2 separate regions of the Ovis aries genome follow, and region 1 is linked to region 2. Evidence: chromatin contacts called from public Hi-C data. All regions are on one chromosome and are shown on one strand. Each heading gives the region's core, a stretch centred on a gene start, on an enhancer-like site or on the middle of the called end of the contact. The rest is flanking DNA. Distances are from core to core; before and after follow the strand shown. Region 1 holds the start of LOC101116235 (olfactory receptor 6S1). Region 2 holds the start of LOC101113073 (epididymal secretory protein E3-beta).

Region 1 (3,527 bases), core at 860-3,359, 150 kb before region 2:
ATTCTTCTTATTATATATAATATAGACACTATATATAATAACATATATTACTGTATCACAGTATCCAACAAAGATGCTTAAAAAACCTTTGTTGAATGATTGAATACATACATACATATATACATACATAAACATTTGTCCAAGATTTCAAGGTCACCACAAATAAGAACCTCCATTTCCTTTCAAATATACAATGAAGTAGATAAAATGTAACACAAAATCTGATTCTTGGTAGGTACAACAGTAGTTGATATTCTTAATTTTTTTATATTGAAAGTCCTCATTCCATTCCCATTTTACTAAAAATAAAAGATGAATGAGGACAACAGATATTCAAATGTAATAAAAAGATGGACAAATGAAAGCAACATAATCCACTGATAAAATGAATGAATATATCTTTAATTCACCTTTATAATACAGTGTAAATTAGAAAACCACATTAAATGCTACTATTCATAAGCTTCCTTTTTGATCTGCTTTTCCAAAGGCATCTGAAATTGCCATGAAGAAAATAAGTCCCTTATTAAATTTGTTTTACCTCTTTTCCACCTAACAGTGAATGCAATTTTTTTCAGAAAGTATGTACAAAAATATACAGTTAATCTATTTATTTCTATGATTATAGGGCATTTTTCTTAAGATTCTTGATTTTCATAAATAATTTAAAGACTCTAATGAGAATTAGTTTTTAACTTTTGGTGACAATCCTACACGAACTCTTTAGGAATTGAATTAAAGCTATATATCCTCTTCCCAGACAAGCGCATATAGGCTCAGATATATACGTTTACATAATAATAGTGCTTATACACTTTCTGAAGCTCATTCTTAGATTCTCTGGTGACTATGGACCCATAGGTTAAGATTGCACAGGTTGGAGGTTCTTATAATGGTATTGAGTACGATAAATCAATAATAATGTGAATTTATATGAGATAGAATCAAGGAATTTTGCCTGAAAGAGAAGAAGGATGGATTTGATGCCTTTGTAGTTCTTTAGTGGTTCCAAAATTTGGTCGTGTGGTAATATCCATGATGAGGAGACAATGAGAAGATAACAAAGAAGGCTTGGACATAGGACATCCCTTAAGTGATGACGTCCCCTCACTTTCACCTCACTGTTTTCTTGTTGAAACTCTTAGCAAGTGAAAGATGCCACCAAAATCCTGCTATTACCTTCTTAAACACGTCCTTCAAAGCTTGTCTTACTCGCTCGTTCCGTAAGGCATAGATGAATGGGTTCAGCAGCAGTGTCACAAAGGTTGTTACCACTGTCACTGCCCAGTTGGTATCCACAGAACCACTCTGTGATGGCCGCACGTATAGGAAAATGGCACTTCCATAGAAGAGGGTCACCACCATCAAGTGGGAGGTACAGGTAGAGAAAGCCTTCTGCCGGCCTGAAACTGAGGGGATGCGCAGGACAGCCAGGACTATGTGACCATAGGGCACGGCAGTAATCATCAGTGAGGCTATGATGACAAGAGACGCTAAGACAAAGTCCGTTTCCTCCAGCTCCTTGGTGTTGGTGCATGCCAGGCGGAGCAGAGGGCCACTGTCACAGAAGAAGTGCTGCGCCACAGCATCCTGTTCACAGAAAGGAAGCAAGGCCACAGCCACTGTGGGGCCAAGCACTGCAAGGAGCCCCCCGACCCAGCAGGCCAAGGCCACTCGGAAGCACACAGCCCCGTTCACGAGCAAGGGGTATCGCAGAGGATGACAGATGGCCAGGTAGCGATCCCCTGACATGACAGCCAACAGTAGGAACTCAGAGGCCCCAAGAAAGAAGTAGAGATAGAACTGGGTAATACATGCAGCAAAGGAAATAGTGTTTTACCCTGAGAGGAAATTGCTCAGCATCTTGGGAATAATGACAGAAGTGAGCAGAATCTCTAGGCAGGACAAGTTACCTAGAAAGAAGTACATGGGAGTCTGCAGGCGAGTATCAGCTCCTATCACCCCGACGATCAACACATTACCTGTTAGAGTCAGCAGATAAACAAGAAGGAAGACGGAAAACAGTTCTGCTTTCGTGCTATTGAGATTTGGGAAACCCGCCAGGATGAACTCGGTTATACCACTGCTCTGGTTTCCACCAGGAGCCATTATCTTTCCCATCTGTGCAATAGCATGAACACAGTCCTGGTGAGGATTCTCCAAACAATCCGAAAATTTATTTTATCATGATATGGCACACGAAGCTCCACTTTCTCTAGTCACAGATCCTGTTAATACTTGAAGAACCTAAATGTCCATCAGCAGACAAATGGATAAAGAAGATGTGACTCATATATGCAATGCAATATTACTCAGTCACAAAGAAGAATGAAATAATGCCATTTGCAGCGACGCGGGTGGACCTAGAGAGTGTCATACTGGTGACGCAAACCAGAGAAAGAGAAATGTTGTATGCTATGACTTAAATGTGCATTCTAAAAAAAAAAGGGTATGATGAATGAATTTATCTATAAAACAGAACTAGAGTTACAGATGTAAAACAATAAACCTTATGGTTATGAAGGAGTAGGGGGAGGGATAAATTGGGAGATTGGGATTGACATATACACACTACTATATATAAAATAGATAACTAGTAAGGGCCTACTACATAGCACAGGGAACTCTACTCAATACTCTGTAATGGCCTAAATGGGAAAAGAATCTAAAAGGAGTGGATATATGTACACGTATAACTGATTCAGTTTGCTGTACAGCTGAAACTAACACAGCATTGTAAGTCAACTATACTCCAATAAAAATTTTTTTAAATGATTTGAAGGACCTGAGGTCCTCATCTAATTGATTTTTAGAGCTGAAGAAGATTTCCTATAAAGGGTAGCTAAAACTAAGGTGTGAAGATGACAGGAGGTTCCATCTTCACATCTACTATTCTAAGATCCCAAATGGTGATATCTCATTATTATAATAACAATATCCATTGAGCTGGACAAAAATTAAGAAAAATGATTTTGTGAAGCATGTGATTCCCATTCAACCAGAACTTAAGCCAGACTGCCTGGCTTTGAATCCCAGCATCTACACTTACTAGCAGAGTAGCCTTGGAAAAGTTACTTAACATTTCTGTGCAACTCAATTGTAAAATGCTGTAAGGAGCAAATGAATTCATAATGCAAAGAGTTGCCAGCGTTTAGCTGACAAACGATGTGATAGAGAAAGCTCTGGGCTCTAAGTTAGGGCACCAGAGTCTACGTTTGTCTTGCCACTTCCCTTGGAAGACAGTCAATTAATCCAGCCTTGTTTGTCTTTATCTGCTCAGCTGTAGAATGAGTCATAGGAATCTAGGCCATTAGTACATTTATTACACAATATTGCCTTTTCATGGAGACTTTCTCCTGCAACCCAACGGTCTAACAGAACTCAGTTTGTCACGAAGTGCTTGCCTATTTAAAGCAAGTTATATTTAAAAGGGAGAATAGGGATAAACCACACTGATTCAATCAGTCAGTTATTCGCATATTTTAATTTAGTGCCAACTTCAAGCCAAATATTCTGGGGAATGTTAA
Region 2 (3,614 bases), core at 325-2,824:
CTAAAGCAACCAACATGTCGCTAGTCAGACCACCGGTGACCAATCTGAAGATGACTGTCAGAGATGACTGTGCTGTTTCTGCATGTTAGTCCCCCACCCCCACTTGTGTCTGTAAAAGCTCTTGCCCCACTGGTTGCAGGGGTAGGGGGAGGCTGCCTTTGGATGGATGTCCACCACCCTCCCCCCAAAGTTGCAGGCATCTGAAATAAAGCAAACTTTCCTTTCCACCAATCTGGCCTGTTTATCGCCTCTTAAGTGGTGAGCAGCTGGACTCCCCACACTCTTCCGGTAACATTTAAGTGAAAGTGAAAGTCACTTAGTCATGTCCAACTCTTTGCGACCCCATGGACTATACAGTCCATGGAATTCTCTAGGCCAGAATAGTGGAATGGGTAGCCTTTGCAACCCCATGGACTTATACAGTCCATGGAATTCTCTAGGCCAGAATACTGGAATGGGTAGCTTTTCTCTAGGGGATCTTCCCAACCCAGGGATCCTCCCACATTGCAGGCAGATTCTTTACCAGCAGAGCCACAAGGGAGGCCTGGTAGCATTTTCACTACGCCTATTCTACTTCCGAGGAATATACTGAGAGAAGTTAAGTTATTTCTCCAAGATCATACAGTTAGTGTGGTAAAACTAGGTCTTTCAGATCACCATATCAAAAGAAGTTCTTACTGAGATTAAACATGTCAGCAGAGCAAGCCATTGGTGCAAGCTCTAACCTAAAAGTATGTCTTGTGGGGATTTGGGAATTACTTAATTTTCTGTTGTAGGCAGAAGCTTGAGAGGCACCCATTGATGTCTACATTGAACTCTGTTCATAGTATTTTTCTTTGTCTTACTAAGTCAGTTGGTTACTGTGACTGAGGCCATCCATGCTCTTGTTTGAAAAGTAAAATCTTCTCTGTAGCTAGTCATGTTGCTAAACCATGTCGTTGGTCACAAAGAAGCAGAATGAGAGAAAGGAGACAGAATTGTGCACAATTCGTTTTGGGACAGACAACACAAAGTACATTGTGGTGATGAAGCTCTTACCCAAGTGCTAAGTGTATCTTCAGAAGTTGCATCCAGTGGTCCTGGGGTGAGGAGTCAATCGAGCATCATTTCTTCCTGCTACCCTGCTTCCCACAACTCCTTCAGTTCCCTCTCCTCCTAACTCCATATCGCGTATCTGCAGCAGCAGACACAGCAATGTGACATAGAGCTTTGGGTCTTTCTGTGCACAGGCAAAACGTGGTTGTGAACTGAGAAGATACCATTTAAACAAATGATAGTTATGCTTAATTCTGATCATTATTGTTAACGGTAGGCTGTAGGTGGAATAAGATGCAAGTCCCTCATCAGCGTTATAATCACACACAGTGTGATCCACCATCAAGAAGCAGCATCTTTGAAAACAAAAGACAGTAGTAACTGTATGTATCAAACTAGGAACTCAGCTGGGCCTAAACCTTAGACTGCATGTGTAGAAAATGGCTTGTCTGATGCTTCACAAATTGTCCTTGCTGCTTTGGGTTTGCTCACTTCCTGTTGAATCTGGGATGATTTTCCTTGCCCCTTGGTCTTCTCTAGGCATCTCCAAGGCAGTGATGGCTCTCCAGAGGACCCAGGCCTTTCTTCTGCTCTTGCTGCTGACCCTGCTGGGGCTGGGGCTGGTGCAGCCCTCCTATGGCCAGGATCGCATGTACCAATGATTCCTGAGGCAACACGTGGACCCCAGTGAGACAGGAGGCAACTTGATGATCCAAGATGGATGATGACTTCACATCAGTGCAAGCACTTCAACACTGTCATTCATGAAGATCTTTGGAACATCCATAGTATCTGCAGCACCACCAACATTTGGTGCAAGAATGGCCGGATGAACTGCCATGAGGGTGTAGTGAAGGTCACAGACTGCAGGGAGGCAGAAGTTCCAGGGCTCCCAACTGCAGACACCGGGCCAAGGCCAGCAGCACAAGTCAGCCTTTTAAGTTTGACTCCTTGGCTCCAGGCTATTCTCAGAGTAAACCCAAGTGTTCCAGATGAAAAGATGCAGGACTGGTTCTTTTAGTAAGGCTGTCTTATCCCCTCCCCGCAACTGCTGCCAATCAGTTGGAGGGCTGTACCTCCCACTGACTGTTATTCCTTCTGTCCTTCCTTCACAGCTGCAGACTTCTTGGCTCTAAGGAAAGGCGAAAGACACACACTCTCTGCTCTGCACATCCATAAACTGATCCCCACTACCACCAGTGACAGGAGTGTTGGATCTAAATAGGGTGAGTTATGGTTAGAAGCGCTGGTGCTGAGGATGCTTAGAGGGAAAAGCCCAGGAATGCTGGAAGAGGAAATTAAGATGGTGGGATTAAGAATATACAGTGATCCAACTCGTAAGAACTAATGACCTGGATTCAATCTTACTGATACAGTTTTTATAGCCTCTCCTCACTTTTCTTAAGCATAATATCACCATCCCTTGGTATCCATGGGATATTGGTCCAGGATCCTCCATGCCCAGGATACCAAAATGCAAGCATGCTCAACTACCTTGTATAAAATGGCACAGTGTTTGCATCTAAACTATATACTTATCTCTGCTGCTGCTGCTGCTGCTAAGTTGCTTCAGTCGTGTCCGACTCTGTGCGACCCCATAGATGGCAGCCCACCAGGTTCCCCATCCCTGGGATTCTCCAGGCAAGAACACTGGAGTGGGTTGTCGTTTCCTTCTCCAATGCATGAAAGTGAAAAGTGAAAGTGAAGTTGCTCAGTCGTGTCCGACTCTCAGCGACCCCACAGACTGCAGCCTATCAGGCTCCTCTGTCCATGGGATTTTCCAGGCAAGAGTACTGGAGTGGGTTACCATTGCCTTCTCCGATACTTATCTCTACATCATTTTTAATACCTAAACAAGGTAAATTTTATGTAAATACAACGTAAATGCTATGGAAATAGTTGAGTGTTACTTTTTAGAACTTTCTGGCGAAAAGAAAATTTTGGGATGGGGGGGGGTGATTTTTAATCGGTGTCTGTGGTTGGTGGAATCCCTGGGTGCAGAGCAGGTGGATTCAGAGGGCCAATTGTACACTGAAGTACCTTGAATCCTGGTCTTCTCATCTTGTTTAGGCCTTTTGAACCAGGGATAGTGTATCACAAAAGAGAAGATACCTACCCCTTGTGCTATATTTGGCATAATACTTGACATTCTCAGAAATGTTCTCAATAAATGCATCTCATTAGACTCTCACAGGTCTGAGGGATGGATTATTAGGCCCATTTTGAAGCATCATGTTCAGAGAGTTGAGCATTAGAATAGAGATTCCACAGCATCAGGCATACTCCTCATGGTAAATGAGGATAGAGAGCTAGTTTAAAGGGGAGACTTTTTCAAGCAGCTCTCTGCCCTAATTTGAATAGAATATCTCTTGTGATGGCAGCTTCAATCTTGATATTTGATTGATTAAAACAATATTTCAAAACTGGAGCTCCTTATGATAACATTCTTAATGACAAATCAAAATCAATTATAATGACAATAATTAGGGAAATGGCTTCTGAGAAGGGGTGTGTGTAGTCAGAAGTGAAAACATGTTTCACAGGCTTTGGGGAAGTGTCATAAGGGAGACAAGATCCTG

The links. A called contact is a pair of places that touch in the nucleus more often than the background predicts.
Region 1: a Hi-C map of mixed tissues shows a contact between it and region 2, with 3 times the contacts expected there. The contact joins the promoter of LOC101116235 here to the promoter of LOC101113073 in region 2. A contact is called at or near these places in 2 of 16 Hi-C or Micro-C datasets (mixed tissues and skin fibroblasts).

What each region holds. Positions count from the first base shown.
Region 1 is chr7:24,747,727-24,751,253 of ARS-UI_Ramb_v3.0, reverse strand. LOC101116235 (olfactory receptor 6S1) reads right to left here and starts at 2,109. Exons shown (of 1, transcript XM_012181063.4): 1 at 382-2,109. The coding sequence starts at 2,109. The coding sequence ends at 1,114.
Region 2 is chr7:24,594,999-24,598,612 of ARS-UI_Ramb_v3.0, reverse strand. It overlaps LOC101113073 (epididymal secretory protein E3-beta), which reads left to right and starts at 1,574. Exons shown (of 2, transcript XM_012181054.4): 1 at 1,574-2,261.